7 separate regions of the Mus musculus genome follow, and regions 2, 3, 4, 5, 6 and 7 are each linked to region 1. A link is a contact called in public Hi-C, HiCAR-type and promoter capture Hi-C data. All regions are on one chromosome and are shown on one strand. The core of a region is the stretch at or near the end of the contact, and the rest is flanking DNA. Distances in the headings are between cores, read along the strand shown.

Region 1 (3,530 bases), core at 562-3,061:
AGTTTCTCACCCTTGGGAGTTTTCTAGTAAAACAATAAACTGGTATTTCTTGTTCTTTAGTTGAACACATGTAATGACATTTTTAACCCTTTTCCTCATTTTAGGCTGATAAGTATATATATATATGCATACACATATACGTGAAGCTAAGTGATAACCAGCCTTTGCACAGTCATACCATTATGCTTGTTGATATTTGTAGTGATAATAATATGTTATGGCACTTTAAAAGAATTACCTTCTTTGCTCATTTCCAAAGAGATGGGTGTCAGTCACCTGTCACTCTGAGTCAAGCCTAAGTGATCGTAGCCTGGGAGCTGACAGGTTCATCCTTCTGTTTATACTGGTTAGGGTATTCTTACACAGTTAAGGATGAATAAAGGAATAGCCACAGCTGAAGCACTTTTCATGGCTTTGACCATGTTGTTTCATCCCAATAACACAGCAAATATGTGCATTTTGAAGCATAGATTTATTGAGAACAATCAAAATAATTATTAAAAACCATTTGATTTTGTAATTTGGAAAACACCAACATTTTCCATCTCCTTTTCATTCTAAATAAGTAATAAACCCGCTCCCAATGTTGAGAAAAGATGGGCCTGTTGCACTCTTTACCTTTATGCAACCATTTTGTTTCAGACATAATTTACTGAAAAACATTTTTTTTAATTAGATACACTTAAATACCTTTTGGAAGCTTTGTGGTCTAACGCATTTGTATCAATACAATATTTTTCACTGTGTGTTGCAAGTGAAGGGACACTCTGCCTTTGCCATTTGATGAGGCTTCCCTCCCCTGTTCCCCTCACTGCATACATCAAGCACGGCTTCCAGGGTGAGCTTTGTTAGTTTTTCTGAGTGGACTACCCAGTTACTATGCTAGTCACATTCTACACTCGCCCAAGCGATAGGCTTTGACAGTCTCCTGGACTGGGAATATGGTTTGGCCCGGAGATTCTGAGTTGGATTTACTAGTTGAGATTCCCGAGCCCGGAATGCCTGAAGGAGCTGGGGCCGGATAAGCAGTGCAAGCTTTCAAATCTAGGTGTAGCTGTTAATCCTCTACAGAGGCATCCCAGTCTCCCAGCGCAGCTTTGCTGGCGGCGAGCAAGATGTATGCTTTTCATGTACTGCGTACTCATGGGCTGAGGGGTTATTGATTTCTTTCACAGTTATAGAAACAGCGATAGGTGATCATACCACACATACAGTACACACCAAGTTAGCGACCTTTCGCTTTTGTAGCCGAGAAAAATCTGCCTCTCCTATCTCAAACACTCAACTTTCCAACTGCAGTTTTCCGTGAAGCTCTGCGCGGATAGAAATTGCTTGAAACAGAGAGGAGCTATTTATTATTTTTAAAAATGATTTAAGTCTGTAAGAAACTTATAACATTCGGCTATTTTGTAAGACTTTCCCTAGAGCTGGCTTGCACGCACATCTTTGACCCGTCCTGCTGACAGAGCAAACGTGGCTACTTGGATCCCTCATGGAACCAAGCTAGTCATTTCCTTCTAGAGAGTAAGAGCAAGCGAAGTTTCTGGGACAATTATGAGAAAAAGCATGGAAAACACTTACCAGGAAGACGAGGAAAAAGCAATCCTTTATACCCTGCTGCTACAGCTGTAATTCCATTGCCTGTGAGTTGAAGTAAAAACCCTCCCCCGTCTCCGGAGCGCGGCATCCAGTGCACACAAAGCCACGGCAGCTGCAGCCTGAGCGGTCCTGCTTCAGATCACTCCTGCGCTGAGGACTGCGCGCGAGAGCATCCAGTTGACTGCGCGCAGCCCACCTCCAAGTCTGAAGTTTAAAGCTTCACCTCGCAGTGGTTGAGGAAGGGGGTGATGTCATAGGTGGGCAGGACTTAGCCCAGCTCTTGTTCAGTGAGGTAACTGGATAATCAGACAGATGAGCTTTGCCAACGCTAGAGGGGGTGAGAGAAGCCGAAATGAGCCTTTCAGTTTGCCAAAGCTGAGATGCCATTTGGTTTGTAGGCAGCAACTCTGGAATCTCCGCGCTCCCTAAAGTTTACTACTGCAAGGTAGTGATAGCACACTCAGAAAAACACAAGCACGCTAGGAGAATATTTATAAGATCACAATAGAGAAACAGGTGTCTGATGCTCAAGCCATCTGTACCAAAAATAAGTTAACAAAAGTCAGATTATTTTTATTACATTAAAATCGTAACTGTGGAGAACAGAGGATGGCAATCCCAACTAATATTGATTTGGCAAATGAGAAAGCAGGGTCAAATGGTGATTTACTTAGGAGAAGGGAGAAAATGGAAGAACAGTGAAAAATATTGAAGAAAGCAGTCTTATTGGGAAGTAGAAAGGTTTTTTTTTCCACATGCATTTTCACATAATGAAGACTGTTTTATGTACTACTAGAGAGACCACCTACATGTGTGCATAAGGGTATACCTCTACTTCAGAACTAGGAAGATACAATCACTCATATTTATCAGTCTTCCCTAAAATTAAAAGGGTTGAGCCTAACTACATTCTTTTTTATTATTATTATTATGGTTTTTGCTGCCACGAGCATGGCTGCAGTCATCAATATCTTAAAATATCTGTTAGAAATGGTTCTTCCAGGTTTAAATCATTTTAATTTGCGTACATGAATAAATAGTGACAGTTGCAAGACACTAAGATTTCTCTGCCTAATTAACAGGATTCCAAGACTTTAATTTCCAGGTATAATTTTATCATCAGTTTTCTGTTATTTGGACTTGTAAGTTTTCTCCTAAGTAAGTGAATTTAAGTGACGAATCTTGTTTCTATATTTACCCAAATAGCAATCTCCTTTCCCTTCTTTCTTTGCTTGATTCTAACAAGCTCATGACTTTATCCTTTCTAGGAAATGGTCTGTTTGTCTCTGAAGGCTAGTTGTCTGTCTTAGGAGTACATGGCTATTCTCTCCGTTAGCTTCACGTGGTTCCTAACTTGAGTTTGGCAGCTGTTTGACCTTTAGAACTCCCCTCTGAGAATGGGTGCTCTCAGGAGTGGAAGGTGACCCCTCGATAAGAGATGTTCCGACACCTATTGTTCTATGCTTGCTCTCTTGCTGACTTCTGAGGAATGGCCCACTGAATGAAAGTAGGACTTTAGCATGTTAACATCTATTGAAAAGCCAATTTCTCAGAAGTCTTCAGTAGTGCAGGTTAAACTGAGAGGTGGCCGTAGATTTTTGATGGAAAAAGTAGGTGTAACTGATAACCTCTCAGGAAAGGATAGGAGTGATTTCAGTTACTGAAAATCAAACACCTGGATTAAATTATTGTTTGAAATAATTCTTTCTAGAAACCATTTTCAGATGAGAGTTGATTCTATTTTAAAAGGAAAAATTTGCCTGACCAAATTCCTGTGGGCTTATATCCATATTTAATCAGATCTGTCTCCATTCAGCTGCCTGAAAGCCTTCAACAGAAAAGAAAGATAAGTGGGAAATGTGGGTTACAGGTGTGCTAACGGAAAGCTGGCCGGTCTGGGAGAGAGGTGCTCTGAGGATGCATTTCCCTAC
Region 2 (3,530 bases), core at 325-2,824, 2.9 Mb after region 1:
ATGTGTGCAGCTCCAAGCCGAGGCTTCCAGGCTGATCTGTTAGTTCATTAATAATTTTCTAAAACCCTTGCTTCCATTCTGGAATCCTCGCTACCAAACCTCCCCATTGCCTTTCCTGGTTGTCTTAAAGGAATTCAATCAAAATTGAAGATGTGGTATGCTGAAGACTACAGCTGGATAGAACCCATCCGCAGAGCTTGCTTATACTTCTCTAGCAATGCTGGGGAGTAGCTAAGTCAGTGAAGACGATGTGCCTTGTACAGTAAGCATTCTCCTGTCCACCATTCCTGTGTCTCCTGTATACACTGTGATTTTGTGCTAAGGAGGAGAGTGGGGTGGGTGTAGCTGGGTGTGGTGTCAAGTCAAGTAAGTCTCTCTCTCTCTCTCTCTCTCTCTCTCTCTTTCCCTTTTCTTCCGCTCTTTCCCATGAAAAAGCATCTTCCTGACTATCCAATTTATAACAGGACTTTTTTTTTAAACTTTGGTGTTAAATGGTAAAAAAACGATGTAAATATACTCCATAACAGCTAATATTTACATTACTTAGAGCAATGGTTCTCAGTTCCTTACAGCAGACTGGATCTACTTCCTTACACTAGAGCAAGAAGGGGAAGTCAGACCTCAGCAGTTAACTGGACCTGGACAACAGCTGCCCCCTGCCTACTCAGCCTAAATTATCATGCAGCCAGACTCTTAGCAGGAATCCTGACCTACGCCTGGGATGGATGACTATACCTCCTTAAACTCTGACATTCTTGGTCCTGATGCAGCCCCAAACCCAGAGTCTAAGAATCTGTCTCCCAGCATAAGCATCACGTCTCCCTTGGCAGTCTTGGGATGCAGGTGCAGCGCTGACTCTAGAGGAGTCTCTAATAGCCATCGCAGGTGGGGGGAGGGCAGTCCGGACTCCCGCTGGACTGCCAGATGTTTAGTTTCTGGCCTCCTTGGAGCACCGGGAAAAGAACAGAGAAAAAGCTCCTTCCTGCCCCCATGAGTCACCTCTAGAAGGATGCTCTTCCCAGCCTGGGATTTGCCCAAAGTGGAGGGGGCGGGAAGGATCAAATTTGCTTTGTTATTGGGAGAATGGGAGAGGTGTGGAGAGGGAAAGAGAGGAGAAAGAAGTGAGAGGAGGGAAGACAGGGGAAGGGAAGAGAGAAAAGAGAGGAGAGTTGTTTTGTAGCTCAGACTAGCAAAGAAGAGCAACAGGGAGCGGCCGGCCGGCCGGGGGCCCCCCCGCTCCCCTCGGGGCCTCTGAAGCGGCACGCACCGTAATTCCCTGCCCGGAGCTGTGCAGATTTCCACAAACAATGACATCACCGGGCGCCGGCAGTGGGTGGCAGCGGGGGGGATTTTCCTGGGCGCGCAGCGGTCGGGCGGAGCAAAGCCGCTCCGAGCTGGCGGGGGCGCGGGCTCGCGGCGCCCCCGGGGACCCGGGCAGCCAGCTGGGCAGGGGAGGGCGGGGGCGGGCGGGGGCGGGCTCGGGGCGGCCCGGGGCGGGGCCCGCCGATCCTCTGGCCTCCATTGGCCGCTGGCGGGCGCGCGTCACCCGGGCTGGCGCTCGCCTCCAGCCCTCTAGAATTGGAGCCGAGGAGGAGCTGAAAATGCAGATTTAGCATCAAGCACAGACACACACTAGCTCTTTCTCTCGGGTACACACAGCTCCGCACATTCGCACCCCTGCCAGCCAGCCGGGCTGCGCGACTCCCCGGCTTCCCTGGCAGCCAGCTGCTGGTGGACAGCGTACAGATTTGCTGTTTGCCAAGCTTCTTTTCTGCCTCTTTTGCTATACAAAGATTTTTTTTTTTAAAAAAAAAAAAAAAGAAAAACAGAAACAAAAACTACATACCTATTTTTTATTTGCATCTTCCCTCTTCGTCCCCTGCTCCACCACCCTGCGCGCCTCACAGCCCCACTTTTCACTCCCAAAGAAGGATGGAGGGCGGTTGTGGATCCCAGTGGAAGGCGGCCGGGTTCCTCTTCTGTGTGATGGTTTTTGCGTCTGCCGAGAGACCCGTCTTCACGAATCATTTTCTTGTGGAGTTGCATAAAGACGGAGAGGAAGAGGCTCGCCAAGTTGCAGCAGAACACGGCTTTGGAGTCCGAAAGGTAAGATTTTTTTTCCATACATTTCACATGTTGTTTCCAGAGGAGGGACAGCCTTGCGCAATCTCGTTGCAGATTTGCAAGTTTTCTGTCTTTTTATGCTATGCAGCTATTCTGCCATCGGTTCTCAAACACGACATTGCCTCCGGTGATCTTTCATGGGTTATGTAATTAAAATGTCCTTCATCTGTATTAGAAAGGTCAGAGAAATAATTTGTTGGTGTTTGACTTGGTGGGGGCAAAATAAGACCGCACCTTACAAAGGATGCTGTGCGCCCCGGCTGCTGTCCGAGGTACCAAGTTCTCCAGGCTGCCTAGGGACAGAGGGATAGAGTCCAGAGCAGCTGGGCTTACGTCGACTGCTTTGCCAGGGAAGTCTCCCAGCCCCCCACGCCCCGGAGAAAGAATAGTTTCCCACCGACATGGCTCAAAGATCGAGCGTTGCAGTTCACCTCAGTTTTCCGACCCACGCCTAAGGACTTCCCTCCCAGCGACTTTCAGTCCCTGCTTTTTTCCCCAGTGGACAAGAGCTTTCTGACTTGGAAACAAGGACGGAGTTCTCTGTCCAAAACGAGTGCTGAACTTGTGCGCTTTGGCTCCTGCCCACGACCTCCCACTCCAGAAGCGCACTCCTGTTTGGAGAGTTCTTAATTTGCTTCTTTAGGACACCTCGCTGCCAAGAGAGATGGATTCTGAGGGGGATTCCCCCCGGAAAAGTCGAGGTGTCCTCTCCTGATGTGTGGGCAGCCAGCGCGGTTTTCCCCAGAGAGCACGGGGATCCCCATTCCAAGAAGTTGTCCAAGTTGAACTGTTTGGATAAGATTTCGAGCTTTGGGTGCCTCTGGCAACCTCTGGATAAGTTAGGGTACTCGTCCTGCGGGGAACAGAGGAGAATAATTCATTTGGCGGGGAGCATGCCTGACCTGCTCTTCCTGCGAAATATCTGTATCCCAGATCTGGAGTGTCCTTAGGGGACCTGGCACCGCTAGGGGAGAGTGAGGATGCAAGGAGAAGCCAGTCTGAGGGGAATGGAAGGTCAAAGGATGCAGCTTGGTACCCGTGGGCTGTCCCCTCCCTCCTGATCCCACAAGAAAAGAGGCTTGAGAGAGCATTGGGTTCCCTCCCTAGAAGGGCAACACAGGCTGGTCTCCTCTGTCAGAACTTCCTATGTCTCTTGCCGAGTTCCCAGCTACTAGGATGACTCCTTCAGGAGCGCAGGGCTCTCCCGCCTACACTCACCAGCGGCGCGGCGGGCGCGTATTCTACCTCAGCTGTGTTTGGCAGCGAGTTTCACAGAGGTCCTGGAAGAAGCGCAGGTCTGCGGGTGGCGCGCGGGCGGGTCTCACACACCTAGAACTAGTTGCTCCCGAGAAGAGAAGTGTGGGTGGAGCAGGGGAAACCAGGTTCCTGTTGATAGAACAGTCTCC
Region 3 (3,530 bases), core at 273-2,772, 2.4 Mb after region 1:
AGAGTCAGGGTAGGTTGCTGGTTGTTGGTTGGTTGGTGTTGGTTGCAATTTTTTAAGTAGTCATGCACAAAATAATAATAATAGTAATAATAATAATAATAATAATAATAATAATAATAATAATAATAATAAAAATTAGGTATACAGTGAAGGTCAAACTTGCCCCAAGAAACTTGATGCTCATAAATCAGCTGGAAGCAGCATAACGATAATGTTACCCCACTTTTTCCCTCTGTCCTTTTTTCTCTTCTATCTAGTGTTAGGGGGTTGAAAGGGCAAAAGAGGTGGAGAAGGGCAGAAGAATGAAGAATCCACAAGGTAGCCACAAGAATGGCCTTCCATGCTGTTTGGACAATAGACAGAAGAGGCATCAGTTGGACCTGCTGGGATGCAGCAGTAGATGTTTACCAATCCTGTAGAAAAATGCCACAGGAATTATGGGCCACTATGAAAGGATGGACTTACAAATCTCAGTGCCACATACAGCAGCTAGGGTGATGACCAGAATCAACATGCGTGAGCACTGATGATACACTGATGTATTGGGTTAGCTTGCTCAGAAGTAGACCCAAAGGTGGAGACTTATGCTTAGTGATTTATCAAAGAATAGCTCTCAGGGGAAGTGGATAGTATGGAGCAGAAGGACAGGAAAAGGAAGGAACTCAGCCAGAATGCCACCTCAGGTAAAGTCTTGGTGGCTGGCTCTGGCCTGACCCCAGAGAGGACTTGAGCTATGCTCCTGTATGCTAAATCACCACAGAGCCACTCATCTCCAAGGCAAGGAAGCTAGGCTGTCTCTGTATACTCTTTGGCATATTCTTTGGTATGGTCTGAACAAATTTCCTGATTTCATGTATTGGAAACTTAATGCACACGATCTTATGGTAAGGATAGTTACGATGTTTGCATTTGAGAGATCATGGAGCTGTGAGGGCTTAGCTCATTAATGGATTGGCTCAGGAGTGGCTTTGTTGAGGAAGCAGACTCTGCAGCAAGTGCTTATTCTGTTTTGCCTCATCCCCTTTTACCAAGTCACTACAGGGCAAGAAAAGTCTTCACCAGACAACATGAACGTTCTACCTTTGAAACAGTGAGCTAAGTAACTGTTCTTCATAAAGAACCCAACCTCTAGTATTGTGTTACGGTGATAGACAAGTCATTGGCTAAGGATTTTAGTAGGTAAGCATCATTACCACGAAGTTCTGCAGTTTGGCAAAGATGGTTCCAGTAGGTTGTGATTGCTAGAGATTGGAAACAAACAGTAGAACCCCAGAAGCTCATAAATAGAGGCGTCTGCCCACCACACTGACCTCATCTGCTGCAGCTGCCTTCGCAAGGGGCCAACTTTCACTTTGTTTGTCCTCACCCTCACAGGATCTCAGAATATTCAGGAAGTCCTGTTGCACCCCCTGGAGCTTCTGCAGCTAATCTAGCCTAGGATTCTCTCAGTGATGTACTTCTGTACACCGTGAAACTTTACGATAGGGCTAGGGTGACCTCCAGTGGTTGGTCTGGATCCAGCACACAGGGCTACATTTCCAAAGGAAACCAGGTACGGTTGTCATGGAAGCATCCAGACTAGTTACTCATGGAGCCTCCATTTCGTCTCTTCCCATCAAGGCATGATATTTAAATCTGCCTGACACCTGGCACAGATAAGAGGTATTAATATGCCTTTGCTGCAGACCTTAAAAATAAATTTGACAGATTTGAAAATCCGCATGTTAGGGGAAAGCGGATGGTTCTCTTTCAAACCCATCTTGCCTGTTTCCTTTTGATATGGAGCCCTGCAGAGTTTATAATTTGTTTGAGTTGGTTTAATTCATTTCTAGAAAGCAGCAATAACACCTTGCGCTCAGAGTGGTAGCTTGTCTGGAGAACAATTAACACGGCTCCTGGTGTCTTGGATGGCTCTGCGGGGTGGCTCCAAAAGACAACATTTGTCATTTGAGCCATAAAGCAGGGGTGGGAGGCTGAGATCTGAAGCCAGATGACCAGCTTTGTGACGGTCTGTAAGCGTGCTCATGACATTCTGCTGGAATATGGCTAGTGAAAACCATCCCTTTATTTTCTACTTCAGGGAACAACATAGTTCTTAACCAAAAGTTATTCTGACTCATTACGGCCAGTAGCATTTGGAAACTTTCAGGCGTGGCTGGAGGAGACTACTAACATTCAGGAGCAAGAGCCAGGGATGCTGCTAAACCTCTATGGTTGATGGTGCTAAAGACAGCACCCCATCAGTGGGTACTCTGAACCCCTGTGTGAGCAGCACCGAGTTGAAAGTAACCTACACTAAAAGGTGACATGAATAATCAGTTGGTGAATTTGGAAAGAATGACAAATACCAGGCAGGCCTAACCAATTATCCAGGTAGGTATGTTTTGTAAGTCCTTTTTTTTTTGTAACGAGTCATTAGGTAGAGCCAAAACATGAAAAATAGGATTCTGCAGATTCACTGTCGCACGCTTATCATATACACAGCTTGCAACCCAGACAGAACTGCCACCTGCCATCAGCAACATATGGAAGAGCACCCACGAACCCTTTTCTCTATTGTTCCCAACACCTCACCCCTTGCTGCTTTTCTCCTGGTTTGACATCTCTCCCAGAGCCATCTCTAACACATCAGCTCCACGGGGGCTCCGGGCTGGTGAAGTACTGACACATGATGGGGTCAAAAGGGTTCCTTGCATTTCTTCTGGAATCTATTTCCCATCTCCTCCAAGAGATAGCCTAATTGCCTTTCAAACAGCTATCATGCCCTCTTTGCTTTACGACTTCTTCCTGAAGATGATTACAATGTCTTCTTACTTTTCAAATAAAAATAGCACTTCCTTGCCCCTCTGTAATGTGTGCATTGTCGACTTCAATAACACCAGCTGTCTCTTCCGGGCTTGTCTTTCTGTTTTCCTTTATACCACTTTCTCTGCTATCGTCATCCTGTCTAACCTTTCTCTGAAGATCTTCCTACGCACATCATTATATTTAGAGGGTCTTTGTGCATTTGTGGACACAATTAAAATTTAAACATTGCACACTGGTTCAATGTTGACACTGCTTTTTTGCTTAGAGAGAGCAATTGTTAAATATTAGTATAAACTGTGCAATATACACTGCAGCACAGGCTTCAGTTCTGGGAAAGGAAGAAGTGTATCAACCAATTTTCATATATGAGAAGCGCAGATTCAAGAGATATGTAGCTGGGCATGGTAATACACCTGTAGTCTTATCACTAAGGAAGTTGAGGCAGGAGGATTTTGACTTTGATACAGCTTGAACTACACAGAAGGATACTTTCAGGGACTGGGAGAGGGAGCAGAAGAGGAAAAGGGAGAGAGAGAGAAGGGGGAGGAGAGAAGGAGGGGGAGAGTGGGAGGGAGAGAGGGAGAGGGGGAGGGCTAGAGGGAGAGGGGGAGGGAGAGGAGGGGAGACCTAATGCCTATTTTGAAATGTGCTGCTTTTTTGTATACTCAAAGCATATAGGATAAAAGCTGAATAAAACCTACTCAAGCTTTGCTCTAGATTGG
Region 4 (3,530 bases), core at 703-3,202, 2.3 Mb after region 1:
CTCACAGAAATATGTACACTAACGCTTGACTGAGTGTCTGGGGACCACAGCCAAGCTCAGGTTACATATAACTTTCATATATCCTCATTGAAAGCCTACAGGGTCTCTTCTGGTCATCTAGTTATTTTTCCAACCTTCCTTTCCTGTCACTACTGATGGCAGGGCTTGGTCCAGACCAATAGGACTCTATCAAAACCACCAAGAGGGCTTTATAGACAATTTGGGCCAAGGCTAAGAACTTGCAGTTCTACCAATTTTCCACATACTCTCATGCTGACCTGGGGTTTGTACTTTTTGTTTGTGTGTTTGTTTGTGTGTTTGTTTGGTTTTTTGAGACAGGGTTTCCTTGTGTAGCCTTGGCTGTTCTGAAACTGACTCTGTAGAGACCAGGCTGGCCTCAAACTCAGAAATCCGCCTGCCCCTGCCTACCATGTGCTGGGATTAAAGGCATGTTGCCGCCAATGCCTGGGATTTGTACTTTTAAAATGACTGTTGTGTGAATGCTGACCTTCTCAACAAATACGACATTCTCATAGCCTATGGCCTTCACCGGGCATTCCTTCTTTCAAGAAGAATCCTTCTCTTGACATCTGCACAAGGCTGAGTATTGGAAAAAGCTTAATAACATCAACCCTCTGGGGAAAAGAAGTTCTGATTCATGACAGTTGCCAGTTTCCAGGGCACTGCTTTCTCTAATTTCCAGCCACTATGAACACATATCAGTTGACATCCCTGAACATGAGCTTGGAAAGAGATGTACTCCCCCACCCCCCCCAACAAAGTTCTTGGGAGACAACGTGACCTAGCTGTATGTACCATGGTCAGAGTGACATCTTTATGTCTCAGCTCTATGTGATCTTTGAAGGGGCTTCTGACCACCTCGTAAAGTTATACAACTGATCTCCAGCCATTGTCTCTTATCTCCAGATATGTTGATTTCTATTTTTAAGGTCTCATTGTCTTACTTAAGTAGTGAGTAGTAATTTCTAAGAAGATATAACATTTCATTTCAGACCATGTAGTGTCTTTGATTCTTATATAAATACTTCATTTAGAATAGATCATCAATAACTATTTGTCAATTGTCTCAATAAGAGTTTATGTATTTGTTCATGGGCTCAGAACACTTAACTGATGTTTCCATCAGGGCAATGACTTTAGTTTTGTTCACTGTATGTTCTTCATACTAATATGAAAAAGCAATTTTGCATCAATTTGTGAACATGATCTTAAAATATGTTTAGAAAATTTTCCCAAGAAAGAATGGAGATTGTGATAGGATTGTAAAAGGAGCCATGTGCCTACATGCAAATAAAGCGACAATTCTTGGCCCATGTGTGAAGAACAGAACAAGGAACTTTGGGACAGCATTCATATTTAAAGAATTCCATCAGCCAATGGGAAGCAACAAGCTCAGGTTGAATCTCCTTGTTTAGGCGTTTGTTCTAGAGAGAACCCAAATGGAAGCATTGGCATAAAGGGTATGGTTACTTCTATAAGCTGCTTACAGTCACAGTGCTTACAGTTGAGAAACTTACAACCTTCATGCAAGTTATGAGCTCACAGGGTTGATGGAACTAAACTCTTCAAGAATGCACCTATTAGACTTAGAGGTAAATGTATCCAGAAGCCCAAGGTTGGTTAGGGATCCCAGGCACCAAGAATCTGAACTTCTACTCTTTTCCAAGTTGATTTGTCAGCTGGTGTCCCCAAAATCACAAAGCTGTTTAGGGAAGCTGGAGGGTGTCAGCTCAAGAAATATGGGCAACTCATCTGCATATCTTTTAGTGACCTTCCAGAATGACAGCCAAGTCACCAATGCTTTGCTGTTTGCAAATGATAGAGATCTTATTTCTGGGGACGGCAGGATTGATGTGGCAGCCGTAATGCCATTAGACCTGGAAGATGCTCCATTCTCATTACTGTCTCCTGGCAACGCAGCACCAGATGCTGCTGTGAATATTAACGATCCTCATTCATGTAACCTTTATTTCCTCCCTCCACTTTGTGAAGGCAGCAGCCAGGGACTGCTGCTATCTGCTTCTACTGTCTCCATCTCAACAAATCTTTTCTTTGCCTCTCTGCTTGCAAAAAGAAATATTAATGAGATTTTTATCTGAGGAGAGGGTTTCCAGCTTTTCTATGGAGATGCTCACTTTCCAAGCCATGTCCCATTTTCAAAGAAAGATAACAACTCTCAGTTCTGCTGGGGCACATCTGCAATGCTTTCATTGACTTTATCTGCTATTTTGTATATGTGATTTGTCTAATATCTTTGCTTCTTCTTGTGTGGGGTTTGGAAATAAACATGGAATTGAGCAAAAGTGAAAACCCAATATTACTAGCATCTCAGCAGGCTTCATATTCCTTATCAGCCCCCAACAATCTTAGAGATAGAGCAATGCATTGGAAAATGGGTTGCTTCAGACTGACATGTAGCTTTTCGGTCTCTCACACTAACACAAAGGCTAGGGAAAAAGGAAAAGCCTGTATAATTGCTTTAAGGTGTGGTGACGCGTTACTTTAATTCTTTATTCTTTTGGTTGCTGGCATAGGTTGTTTCTGAGGCTAACTCAGTATACCATAAACAGTAGAATATTTCTCCGTCTCCCTTCCCTTTCCTGCCTTCTCAATATTTAGTGATGCTCCACAAGTCTCACTGACTTTCAGCTTTGTCGTTTGCACATAGTGAGATCTTGAGCAAGATGGAAACTTTGTAGGGTCTCCATTTTCTTTCTTTCTCTCTCTTTCTTTCTTTCTTTCTTTCTTTCTTTCTTTCTTTCTTTCTTTCTTTCTTTCTTTCTTTCTTTCTTTTTTGTCTGTGAAATAGAGACAAAAGAACCTATTGCTTTCCACTTATCAGCAAAGTAAATGGCCTGGTATATAGTGATCCTTGTCCTAGCACCTGTACTTTGTGAAGGCTGACTAAATGGTAGTATGATATGATGAATTGTTATGACGAATGCCCTCAATGAAATATGCCCTTGGGTATGGACATGGCTCATACTGGTTCTAGATTTGGCTACTTAGTTTGTTTTTACCAATAGAGTATCAGGAAATGTGACAGAAGTAGAGGCATGATAAAGGTTTCAGAACCTTCCCTCTGGGAATGGTGCAGTACCATACGAGGAAGCCCAACCACCTACCATGAGACTAAAAATGTCACGGAGAGAGCTAAGTCAACCCTGAAGCTCAGAACAGCTGCCCATGCAAACCCAGAAACAATAAGAAAATCAGAAAGCCAACCACAAACTCTTAAGAAAAGGTAAATTTTTAAGCCACTCAACTTTGGACTCACTTGTTACATAGCCAAATATCACACACACACACACACACACACACACTCACACACACACACACACACACACACACACACACACTGTCCAGTACTTTTGTGAGTATTATCTTATTTAAACCACACAGTAATTTTGTGAGAAGAGTGACATTATCTTTTACATTGAGGCTCAAGTGGCAGTAGCTGTTTTGTTCGTTAATTGTTCAGAGCTTTAAATTAATAGCTGAGTGAGAAA
Region 5 (3,530 bases), core at 298-2,797, 2.2 Mb after region 1:
CCGCGGCCGCCGGCCACTCCAGCGACTGTGCCCGTGCCCGCGCCCCCGCCCACTTCCCTCTCACCCGCCCCTCGGCTAGGGCCGACCTGGAGTTGCTAGGCGGCCACACCTGCCAGGCCACTGAGCATGCCCAGAGCGGCTCCGGCCCGCGTGATCCACGCACCGGGGTTTGGCAGCTGCCTACGGCGCGAAGGGGCGGGGCCCGGAAGTCTGGGCCCCGCCTCTTCGGTGGCCACGCCCCAGCGCAGCCCCACCTCGAAGTCAATGGCAACCGGCTGTGCTGTCTCTAACTCGGAAAGTCAAACCCAGTCAGGCCCAGGACGATCACTGCATTTAGAGCATTCTCAAGGAAACCGAGGAATGGACTACCGAAAACGAGCATTGCAACCAATAACATGGTCCTGACTTTATACGGCCCGTGCTCGTCAACTCATCTGTCTTGTTGAGAAGCGAAAGGTCGTGGAGAACTCTGAGGGACTGCTCTGTTTCTTCAAAGAGTTCTAAGCATGTGTTCTGAACCACAAAATTTAGGGTACCAAGAAAACAAAGGATCGAGGATTTTTTTAGGCAGATAGAAATGTCGTTATATTGGTTGGAATCATATCTAAAGGGAGTTTTTGCATTTTGGGGACAGTTTAGCAATTTAACTTTAGTCATTGGATCAAAAGTGAGGACACCCGCTTTCTTCTTTCTTTCTTTCTTTCTTCTTCTTCTTCTTCTTCTTCTTCTTCTTCTTCTTCTTCTTCTTCTTCTTCTTCTTCTTCTTCTTCTTCTTCTTCTTCTTCTCCTTCTCCTCCTCCTCCTCCTCCTCCTCCTCCTCCTCCTCCTCCTCCTCCTCCTCCTCCTTCTCCTCCTTCTCCTCCTTCTCCTTCTCCTTCTTCTTCTTATTCTTCCCTTTTTTTTTATGAGCTAAAGCCCCTGGCATCAGTGATTTCTTACCGGGCTATCTCCCTGTAAATTCATTCAGTTAACCCTATGCCTTCACCTGTAAGTCACCTGCTGGACACAAAAACTCCAGTATCAACTATCTTCCTCCTGCCCCAGTCAGGGTCGCTCAAAACTTACAGACCAGCCTTCCTCCTGGACCCTGATCTCCTGCCTTTGCACTTGCTGATGGAGTATAAAGCAAGCCTACTGACTTGCTCCTCCTCACCCTCGAGGTCTCTAACGACCACAATGGAACATTCTGTCCTCAAGACCAGCATATCCCCGCTATTATTTCACTCCCGGGCAGATGACTTCGGTTCAAATGGTCTCTAGAAAGCTTAGATGTGATGCTGCTTAAGTCCCTGAGGGGAGCCGAAAAAGTCTCCCGGGTTTTTGGCTCGAACTCCAATACTAGCTTTGAGTCTTCCAGTCTGCCTCGCCTGCTAAACTGGAACTCCAAGGGTTTAATAATAGACTAAGTGAAATAATACGACGGCCAATGTGTGGTCCACTAGTACCAGGAGTCCTCATCTCAGCTTTCCTAGAACCCTTCAAGGTAGGGTAGAATCAGAACGTCCCCTTTGTTCGGAGTCCTACAAAGCCTGGACTAAGGCGCTTACAAGTTTAGAAATGGGCGCAGAGTCAGCCAATCAAGGGCGGGAAAACTCGGAGGGTTGAAAATGGGGCGCATGCGCAATAGCAGAAGCAGCGGGCGGGTCCAGGCACAGCCGCCAGCCAGGCTGCACCCGGCTGTGGCAGCCACGGGCAGGGGCGGAGCCCGCCGTATATGGGAGCTGCTTGGGGACAAACTGTGTAGGGTGCGCTCTCGGGCGGGCAGGGCTTCAACACCCTACCAGCTGTAGAGTCGCTGAGAGCAACCAAGACAACCAAGAACAGGTGTGCGAATTCTGCACTCAACTGCAAATCACTTGTTAATGTGAGTTCCTGTTCCTGGAGGTTTTGCTTGTCCAGTTTGGGCTTATGCAGGCCATTCTATCCATAATTTCCAGCAGCCTACACGTGTACATAATCCTCTGATTCCAACACCACCTTGCGATTTGACACAACCGACAAAGTGCTGCGGCCCACGGAACACGAACAGCAAGCCTGCGGATTTTAAACTAGAAGCAGCGAGGTTTCTCGCCAGAGAAATGACTGAACAGCCACCCCTTGATTAATTTACTCTCTGCACCAAGAAAAATGAATAAACAGGAAGGTTTTTAAGGGCTTGCTCATCTTCTCAAATTCCAATGAATCTCTGGTACCCCTTTCATTTGTTTCTGTCTTTAGAAATTTTAGACTTTTTAAAGTCTTCCAGGACTTAACCTGCACAGAAGCTTCCTCCGGAAGTCAAGTGTGAGGCTCCCCGCGTGAGGCTCCCCATTGACTAACTGCTAAGCACAGCATCAGTTTGGTAAGGACAACTGCCAGGAGAACTGTTACTCAGAAGAATCACCAAATAAAGTCTCTTAAAGCTCCTGAACGTGTATGGGGGGGGGGGGATTACCTCTATATAGTCTCCTCTAATTAAAATAAAATGTGCAGCTGTAGTAACATCTGAAATTTTGATGATACTGGAAATCACAGATATTTAGGGACTGTTGCAGCTCTCTCAGATTGTTCTTCCTTTTTTATTTTGACTTTGAAATTAGGCCAGTTGTGAAGCTGATACTATAACTTGTTATTTAACAAAAGGACACATAACTTCATTATATTTATTTTCTATACTGTGGTTCTTGTTCAGAAACATTGGTTTTTGTTTTGGATCTCATATCGTTTACATGATGGATGTAAAACAGTTATTCTGGGGCTGGAGCGATGACTCTTGCCAGTTAAGAGCACTTGATGCTTTTGCAGAGGATGGGGACTCCGTTCTCCGCTCCTACATCGGGCAGTTTACAACCATCTGTAACTCTAGGTGATCGAATGTTCTTTCCCAGCCTCTGCCAGCACAGGTGCACACTACACACACACATTCAAAAGTAAGTCAGGCATGAATATGTAAAGGCGTGTGTGTGTGTGTGTGTGTGTGTGTGTGTGTAGGCAGGAGGTGACTGTTTTGCAGTAACATTCTGAACTTCATTTATTGTTGAATTTCTTGCTGGTCCTTTTTTTTTAAGATTTATTTATTATTATAATAATACACTGTAGCTATCTTCAAATGCACCAGATCTCATTATGGGTGGTTGTGAGCCACCATGGGGTTGCTGGGATTTGAATTCAGGACCTTCAGAAGGGCAGTCAGTGCTCTTACCCACTGAGCCATCTCGCCAGCCCCTTCTTGCTGGTTCTTAAGCGACCTTATCATTTCCAAATAGGTATTGGTGATTTACAGTCCCTAAGTCTTAACAACTTCAGTACAAAGTGAGAAAACCCAAAACACTATGTTGATTTCACTTCAAAGCATTTAAATCATCTGGGAAAAGCCTCATCAGAAGGAAAATACTATGGACCCATTAGCTATACTTTATTCTTTTTCTAGACTCTAGAGAGTAAAATTGACTTACTCTTTCACAAATAGGACATTTTTACAACTTTGATAAACATATTTAAATTGGGTCTTAAGACATAACTGACATCTCATAAACACCTTTATGTAATAA
Region 6 (3,530 bases), core at 752-3,251, 2.2 Mb after region 1:
TAAAAACATTAACAAAATCCATGTATGTGCTCCATTTCTGACAATGGGGCAGAATAAGAAAACAGGTGGCAATCAATTAGAAAGGTCAGGAAAAATGACTGAGCCGGGCGACCATTTCCATCCCAGGATAAAAAATGCACTCTAATTAACATGTTTATTGGTTTCTATTAACTTGCTGAGCATTCCTAAACCTGTAATTGATAAACCACCACACCCAGACATTCTTTTGAACTCAGGACTGAAGCAGGTAAAATATGAACTTTCATGAGAAAAATAAGAATTAAGAAATGGTCATCTTCGCTGACGCTGTAATTAGATATTAACCAAAACAATTACCCTACCAAGTACGAACAAGTTCCTAACTACAGCTCAATGTGAACTCTCACACTGTGGTTCTTGAGTTTTTACCATCAGACCACGTGTTTTCCTTTATTGATGTTTTAATCATTCATCACCAGGAAGAAAAAAATGTGAACTCCTAAACAGCTTTTATTATCTTTCTCTTTTCCCAGAGAGCATTAAAAAAATTAACATGATAGAACCATGTCAGCCATAAGCTTGTTTTTAAAACTGAAAACCTCAAAGCCAGCCCTTGGTCATGCCCCTCTGACAGCATCCTCAGCTCTGGTCACTCACTGCTATTCCCTGCCTGCCTCTTAACTGGGCCCTGACCCAGAGTACTTTCAGTTTAGAATGCTAAATATCCCATGGCAAAGTCAAAGGCTCCAGAAAGCTAAACAGTACTTAGCTCTAAGTTGTGGGGATAACTGTCAATGTTGACTGTCTAGGTCTCTGTCTGTTCTGCTGGTTCTGTGGCCCCATTCTCTGTAAGGAGGTCTGCTGTGACCTTAGCTGCAGCAAGACATTATGTGCCCTTTATATTGTGTACTAACATGTAAACATGCAACATATATAAAAAGCTAACTATTACTCATCTTGAAGCATCATCATGGGCTACATGTGGTGGTGCATGCCCGTAAATATAGCATCCTGAAGGCTGAGACAGAAACACCATGAATTCAAGTACAGCCAGCAGTACAGTGATATTCTATCTCAAACACAAGAACCAGACTGTGGCCATAGTGCTGGGATTAGAGATCAGTACAATGAAGAAAGTATGCCCCACCCAGTGGGAAAGCACAAGTGCTCTGCTCAATGGTGAGAACTCAGGGACAGACAGTCGCAAGATGTAACAAAAGGGACTTAAAACATAATCTCAAAGTTGAAATGAAAATACAATAATAACTCAAACCATCACTTACTCTTGCTTCATTCTGGTGAAGTTTTTCCTCCATACTTAAAGCTGTAGGGGAGTCCAAGAGGGCAATCTACAATTTAAATCACAAAGACATCAGGAGTTAACAGACAAAAACGATGCACGTCAAGGATTTCCCCAAATTACCAAAGAGTTTCATAAAAAAATATTATAAATGGTTATAAAAGGTAATTTCTCACATATCCCCCAAAGTATTGTTTATCATTAAATCTCTAATCCATGGAAGACATATGCTATAAATACCAAAACCATGACACTACAGTCTGGAACCTACATCTGCAATAGTATGCCATAACAGCCACATTTCACTAAAGTCAAACACATCTTAATCCCTACAGTTTTAAGACTTCCTTTCTCTGATGTACACAAAGAACAAAGTTTAAAAAGTAAGGCACCCAACAGAGTTACTTAACAGTTCATCCACATTGAAGGACACAAACAAACTTCACTTGTTTCACTGTGCATGGCATCCAGTATATGGCCTGGCTATGCTACAATCTATGTTCATTTCTTTACCCATGCTGCAGAAGGGAAAACTCTCAAGTGATAAACACCAAAATCCAGTGAGAACCTAGAACCAGTAGACAGCATAGGGCTCACTTGCCTGTCTAATAACTAAGGCTGAATGAACCTGAGGGGCAGACGCACAAGTGCCCTACTCTGTCTGCTGCTCTTGCTTCCAGAAATGTCACAGGAGCAAACAGAAAGAGTCCAGCACCCAGGCAAGAATTTAACAGAACCATGTTTATATTGGGTTATTGCCAGGGGTCAGCCTCAGCCTTTTAGAGTTTAGAGCTGAAATGTAACACAGAGTTGGACAAAAGACAAAAGTCTGATGATCTCCTGTTTTGTAACTCTCTCTCTCACTGTACTGGGGGCTAAAAGCTGATGGCTTCTGGAAACTAACACTCTCTTGCTTATTCTGTGGCTGAAAACTGCCAGCTCCTTTTCTCTTTAACTCTGTGCTTAAATAAGCACTGGGGAAACTTACTCTTTGTTAGTGTTCTGTGCCTAAATAAGCTCTAAAAACTTAACTCTTTATTGCTATCCTGTGCTTTAATAAGCACTGAGACCTTTAACTCTTTAACTCATTATTTGTGCTAAATAAGTGCTAATTTCTACTGAATTAACACATGCTATTTAGCAGTGGGGAATTAAGTAAAAGGATTTATTATTAGAGCTTCCTTCTCTGTCAGTCATCCAGGAGCCCATCACTGGCCAGGGGAGAGGCTTGGAGCTTGTTAACTCTTTTTTGAACCAGAGAGAAAAGAAGGAAAGGAAAGAAGTCACTCATAGCGGCTGAAGAGGAAAATGGCTACACCACTTTTCTTTATTGCTTTCAGCCTTTTTACAGTCTTTAGACAAAACGTTCTCTATGAAAGAATTACCTCATAGATAAAATGATAGATACAAGGGCAGCTACAGAAAGGCATCAATAACAAGTTCAAAGTAATGTTTCACTGTTGTAAACTCATTAGAAGTTCAAAGCAACAGTTTTTATATGGCCTTGACTTATCACAGTGCATACCTGTGGCTTCATCCTTGGAACTGAATGTTTTTCCCTGAACACAAATTTGTCCCAAGCCTATATATCTTTTTAGTATAATTAAGGAAGATCATTGTATTTTTTACTATGCAGCGTTTTCTTACTATTTTGATGAGTGGGCACATTCTATTCTTGTTTCTCACTTAATTACATCTTTATTAAAAAAAAAAAAAAACAACTAAAACCATCTTAAAGCTTTCTTCCTAAAATTATCTGAATCAAATCAGGAATTTTATGAAATCATTAATTCACCTAAACAGCATTAATTCATGAAAGTTCATCTTTATGTTGATCTGCAAGAAATCTGCTCAATAGGGTGGACTAATGTCCACAAATTCTTAGGCTATGTAATAGTGACAGGAAAGGCCTATCAGCTGCAAGAAGCAATCCTGAGATGAAGTCTCTTGGGACCTTGCCTTTCACAGCTCATCCATCATAAGCCATGCAAGATAGTGGGCCACCTCTAAGAAGGCCACCTACTAGCCTTAGTCTTTCCTAAACGACTCCTCACAGATTACTGTAAGTGAAAACGGCACAAGTCATTTTATTTCCACTGCTTAGTACTCACTGCATGGGTAAGCTATTGGTGCTTTCCTCGGTGATGTAAATGTGGGGTTTTCTAGTCATTTGCTTTACCAACAACATCACAATAACTATCCCTGTACCAACTGCCTACAGTATACATGGCCATAACAACAGAATAAATTC
Region 7 (3,530 bases), core at 535-3,034, 2.1 Mb after region 1:
GAAGCCACAATTACTCTGATACCTAAACCACAGAAATACCCAACAAAGATTGCTGAAGTTCTAAAGCAAGCCTGCTGACTTTAATTTTGAAGGTGTTCCCCACTCTCATATCTCAAGGCATCTCTTCCCTCCCCTGTCACATACCTACAAAATCCCCTTTAGTTGCTTTAATATGGCACCCCCACACTCACTGAAGGAGCTCACTCCTCTAGAGTAATGCCAGGAAAGCTCATCAACAAACAGTTCCTAAAGTTTATACATATTTATTTGCAACTTTTTGATATAATAAAGTTTAATGCATCCTGTGAAGGAAAGAGGGACTCGGGAACACACCAGACTGGTCATTTCTATGTAGGATGCTGAACTGGAAATCAGAGAATAATATTCTGACCTCAGCTTGAACACCCATTCCCTATGTAATCCTGAGAAGTTGCAGCAGAAACCCTGTGTGCAGGCTCTACACTCCCAGTGTCTCATGACAAGGTTGGATAAGATCAGCCCTAAGACTTCATCTACTTCGAATACTCTGTCATTAATTCAATGTGAAATGAGAGAAATGAGTAAGAAATTTCAATGCACTACTTAGACACTTCAAAAGAAATACTGATGGTTCAGATAATGAAACTAAACGAGAAAAGCGTCTTCAGAATATATGAGCAGAATTTAAATTAGCTCACTATTTTCTTTCAAGCAGTAATGAAGAAAAGGAAGTATTAACTAGGAAATTAAGGTCTGCTGTTCACACCCTTTCTATAGCTGGGCTCTTCTGTACCCCAACTGCTAAACTACACTCCCTCAGTTTCCCCAGCAGCCTCAGCTCCTAGGAGAACAGATGCTTTGAGCTCAAGCCCTGAGAAACCCTTTTCTACCCTGCTCAGGGCTCCAACCGACAAAGCGGCTTTACCACTATCCCTCCATTCTCACAGCAACCTAATGAGATGCTATGGGCCCCATTTCACAGATCTTGAAACTGAACGACATAGAGTCTACGTAAGTCACCCATGTCACACAGCCACCATCTAGCTGAGCGAGGTGACCTTCAGCATTATTTTCTGCCACCTTGCAGTGTACCTGTGCCTGCTGGCAGTGCCTTCTGCCTGCTGCCATGTAAATGACGAGAGAGTTAGGGAAAAAATCTTAACCTGAGCATTCTTCTAGAAGACTCTTGGCTCTCAATATATGAAGCCAAAAAGAGAGCTCTCTCTCTCTCTTTGAGCACATTCACTAATTCGGACAGCCTTAAACAAACAAGGAAGGTTACAGAACAAGGACACAAGGCAAGGGAAGTTTTAATTCTCTTAAGAACTCCTTAGAGCCAAAGATGAAGAAAGAATGGTGTAAACAGTCATTGCAAAAATGATTCTTATGAAGAGAAGCACATAAATAAAAAGGGAAGGGCATGAGGGAGGGAGGGAGCAAAGGAGGGAAGGATGAAAAGGAGGGAAGGAAGCAGGCCAGCTTTCTAAAAAGAGCCAATCAGAATGACCACCTATGACACACATTAAGAGCCACCACTTAAATGTAAAGCAACTTCAGACAAAGTATTTCAGAAGGATGTGAATGGAAACTCCAGAATATGAAGATGCGTTCCCATCTCTGTATCAGGTGTCAATGTGGCTTCAAGAAGGCACCAGCTAAATAACCCCTAATGCTAGAATCTCCACAATCTGTCTCCACAGACTCTATCTAGAAATCACTGGTGGCCTCTTCAATCCCCTTTAGCAGTACATCCTGTCCTTGCAGACAGCTTCACTGCCAAAGATCCTAGTTAAGAGCTATGGGATTTGTTTTCCCTAACTGCAGTGCCATCTAGTGGTAAAAACCAAACCACTCCCAACAGCACATCTACTCCAACTATTCTCAAGATAATGAATACTGTAAAACAAGAATGTGGGTTGCTCTTAAAACACAATGGCTTTGCCCATAGTTGGGACTGCCACTTGTTAACTCGACAAGCCTCCCTATACAATATGCAAAATATGATAAGATTAGCTTCCCGAGAAAAGACACATTTGGTTGTTGCTGCTTTTGCTCTGATATTGTTTACTTTAAAAAAATGTATTTTACTTACTAACAGCAGACTGTTACTTTGTGATTCTGAAGACATTCAGAGAATTCTTGTTAAATCTAACAAAAAAAAATTACTCTGGCTTAATATAATAAAAAATACAAGTCATTTGTTCTAAATCAACTTTCAAAAACTCTGAAGAATAATTTAAATGCAAGTGAAACTCATTATATAATAGCTACTAGTTTCAGTATATCTTGTCTAGTCTACATGTTAAAATTATGCTCTGAAACATGTGAGTTGGCCATGTTCTCTTTGTTTTTATAAACAAGATCTCTGTGACTACCTTCAGCACCTCAACTTTGGAGTTATTCAAACCACAGACAGCATTATCACAGCCTGAAGAAGACAGGAGGAAGACCAACACTCCCTAACAAGCAGGTCTGAACTGAAATCAGGTTAGAGCGTGAAAAGCTTTCTTTGAAAGTGTATAAGGCTCCTGACCTGGTGCTGAAGCACATTGAGTGTACCTCTGATCCTGCGCCGTATGAATAAGGATGCACTATCTAAGTAACAATAATAAATAATGATGATAAAGTAGTGTAAATCATTTCATCAAGAGGATGCAATTGATGGATAAGGATATTAAAGAACATTCTGGATAAGTGAGCTGTGGTTGACAGAGTAGGCGAGACCTTTGCCTGGATTGTAGGAGATGCATGTCTAAAATGAGGAAGAATTCTAAGTAATTAAAACAGACCTGGAGTTTCCTACTACAGTCATGGTCATTACTCTCCCATTTAACAAAAATAACCTCTGCCTGGCTAAAAGTAACAGCCATGGCTTGGAGGCAATGGCTTACAAAACAAAAGTAGGGAAAGGGATAGGCCAAAAAATTGAGCAGTCTAACTCAACAGGGCGAGAGAATGGAATGAAGCAAAGGGAAGACCCAAAGACCCACATCTGGAACACTGCCCAGTATGCCCAGGCAGTCCTTAAAGGCCATGTGACCATGTGAAATGAGCTGGTGGCTGGATGAGTGGCGTTCTCTGGGACAATAGAATAGTTTACAGGGTAAAGCAAACATGAGAAAGGCACAGGACCCTTCAGTGATCAGTGACTGGGGAGATTAAATATTAGGACAGCTCACTTGATAAGGTCTGAGGGAATCATTTAAGAAACATGATAATTAAAACTGGAATGGAGAGGTTTTTACATGCCATGAAGAAATTCAACACAGAATCATAATATGATACAGCCCCACGGTCACTAGATAGACTGACACTAAAGCTGAGTTAACATTGCTGGAGCTACTGGACCTCCTGGCAGGTAACACTGGAGATGGTATGAATATCCTGGCGGTTATGTCCAGTGTCTGCTAAAGCTGAACACGCATCTACTCTATAACCCAGCATCTACTTATAAAATATTCCTTTCAAACAGATGTGTATATATTCATTAGAAGATACCAATCACAAGGCTCAGAGCAGAGCTTTTTTTCTTATAGCTCCAACAAGGAGCA

Evidence for each region. Promoter capture Hi-C pulls out the DNA fragments that hold promoters and counts their contacts. Hi-C and Micro-C count contacts between places; a contact is called where the count stands out from the background. HiCAR-type assays count read pairs that join an accessible place to other places.
Region 2: a HiCAR-type map of astrocytes shows a contact between it and region 1, with 4 times the contacts expected there. The contact joins the promoter of Pcsk2 here to the promoter of Flrt3 in region 1. A contact is called at or near these places in 2 of 115 datasets of contacts at active chromatin or transcription factors (astrocytes and embryonic forebrain).
Region 3: a contact with region 1 is called in a promoter capture Hi-C map of hippocampal neurons, with 13 times the contacts expected there. The contact joins the enhancer-like site here to the promoter of Flrt3 in region 1. A contact is called at or near these places in 5 of 39 promoter capture datasets (the 3T3-L1 cell line, hippocampal neurons, second pharyngeal arch cranial neural crest and 1 more), 8 of 484 Hi-C or Micro-C datasets (the N1E-115 cell line, cerebral cortex, cortical neurons and 2 more) and 5 of 115 datasets of contacts at active chromatin or transcription factors (astrocytes, embryonic forebrain, embryonic limb bud and 2 more).
Region 4: a contact with region 1 is called in a Hi-C map of the N1E-115 cell line, with 5 times the contacts expected there. The contact joins the enhancer-like site here to the promoter of Flrt3 in region 1. A contact is called at or near these places in 5 of 39 promoter capture datasets (the 3T3-L1 cell line, hippocampal neurons, liver and 1 more), 5 of 484 Hi-C or Micro-C datasets (the N1E-115 cell line, cardiomyocytes, cerebral cortex and 1 more) and 3 of 115 datasets of contacts at active chromatin or transcription factors (astrocytes, embryonic forebrain and forebrain).
Region 5: a HiCAR-type map of astrocytes shows a contact between it and region 1, with 6 times the contacts expected there. The contact joins the promoter of Kif16bos here to the promoter of Flrt3 in region 1. A contact is called at or near these places in 9 of 39 promoter capture datasets (the 3T3-L1 cell line, cranial neural crest, frontonasal cranial neural crest and 5 more), 4 of 115 datasets of contacts at active chromatin or transcription factors (astrocytes, embryonic forebrain, embryonic limb bud and 1 more) and 1 of 9 other capture datasets (embryonic stem cells).
Region 6: a contact with region 1 is called in a promoter capture Hi-C map of liver, with 8 times the contacts expected there. The contact joins the enhancer-like site here to the promoter of Flrt3 in region 1. A contact is called at or near these places in 10 of 39 promoter capture datasets (the 3T3-L1 cell line, cranial neural crest, frontonasal cranial neural crest and 4 more), 4 of 484 Hi-C or Micro-C datasets (cerebellar granule neurons, cortical neurons and frontal cortex) and 4 of 115 datasets of contacts at active chromatin or transcription factors (SST interneurons, embryonic forebrain, embryonic limb bud and 1 more).
Region 7: a Hi-C map of forebrain shows a contact between it and region 1, with 8 times the contacts expected there. The contact joins the enhancer-like site here to the promoter of Flrt3 in region 1. A contact is called at or near these places in 12 of 39 promoter capture datasets (the 3T3-L1 cell line, 3T3-L1-derived adipocytes, cranial neural crest and 6 more), 36 of 484 Hi-C or Micro-C datasets (the 3T3-L1 cell line, the N1E-115 cell line, adipose-derived mesenchymal stem cells and 21 more) and 10 of 115 datasets of contacts at active chromatin or transcription factors (SST interneurons, VIP interneurons, astrocytes and 6 more).

Annotation. Positions count from the first base shown.
Region 1 is chr2:140,669,665-140,673,194 of GRCm38.p6, forward strand. Flrt3 (fibronectin leucine rich transmembrane protein 3) reads right to left here and starts at 1,812. Exons shown (of 3, transcript NM_178382.4): 1 at 1,582-1,812. All of the region lies in intron 3 of Macrod2 (mono-ADP ribosylhydrolase 2), which reads left to right.
Region 2 is chr2:143,544,559-143,548,088 of GRCm38.p6, forward strand. It overlaps Pcsk2 (proprotein convertase subtilisin/kexin type 2), which reads left to right and starts at 1,575. Exons shown (of 12, transcript NM_008792.4): 1 at 1,575-2,106. The coding sequence starts at 1,933. Pcsk2os1 (proprotein convertase subtilisin/kexin type 2, opposite strand 1) reads right to left here and starts at 3,279. Exons shown (of 3, transcript NR_040354.1): 1 at 1,847-3,279.
Region 3 is chr2:143,092,444-143,095,973 of GRCm38.p6, forward strand. No RefSeq gene overlaps it. Among named protein-coding and RNA genes, the nearest start is that of Otor, 16 kb to the left of the region's middle. Within about 2 kb of position 1,523, at least 14 of the 459 cell types and tissues checked have an H3K27ac peak or open chromatin away from gene starts, as enhancers often do. A contact at or near this core is called in cortical neurons, forebrain and hippocampal neurons, where this site is marked.
Region 4 is chr2:142,979,014-142,982,543 of GRCm38.p6, forward strand. No RefSeq gene overlaps it. Among named protein-coding and RNA genes, the nearest start is that of Kif16bos, 78 kb to the left of the region's middle. Within about 2 kb of position 1,953, at least 13 of the 459 cell types and tissues checked have an H3K27ac peak or open chromatin away from gene starts, as enhancers often do. A contact at or near this core is called in the N1E-115 cell line, where this site is marked.
Region 5 is chr2:142,901,418-142,904,947 of GRCm38.p6, forward strand. Kif16bos (kinesin family member 16B, opposite strand) reads left to right here and starts at 1,548. Exons shown (of 2, transcript NR_131921.1): 1 at 1,548-1,824; 2 at 1,938-2,155. Kif16b (kinesin family member 16B) reads right to left here and starts at 47. Exons shown (of 26, transcript NM_001081133.2): 1 at 1-47.
Region 6 is chr2:142,836,255-142,839,784 of GRCm38.p6, forward strand. It overlaps Kif16b (kinesin family member 16B), which reads right to left. Exons shown (of 26, transcript NM_001081133.2): 11 at 1,263-1,328. Among named protein-coding and RNA genes, the nearest start is that of Kif16b, 63 kb to the right of the region's middle. Within about 2 kb of position 2,002, at least 33 of the 459 cell types and tissues checked have an H3K27ac peak or open chromatin away from gene starts, as enhancers often do. A contact at or near this core is called in liver, where this site is marked.
Region 7 is chr2:142,811,432-142,814,961 of GRCm38.p6, forward strand. The region is part of intron 12 of Kif16b (kinesin family member 16B); the gene reads right to left. Among named protein-coding and RNA genes, the nearest start is that of Kif16b, 88 kb to the right of the region's middle. Within about 2 kb of position 1,785, at least 12 of the 459 cell types and tissues checked have an H3K27ac peak or open chromatin away from gene starts, as enhancers often do. A contact at or near this core is called in cerebellum, cortical neurons and forebrain, where this site is marked.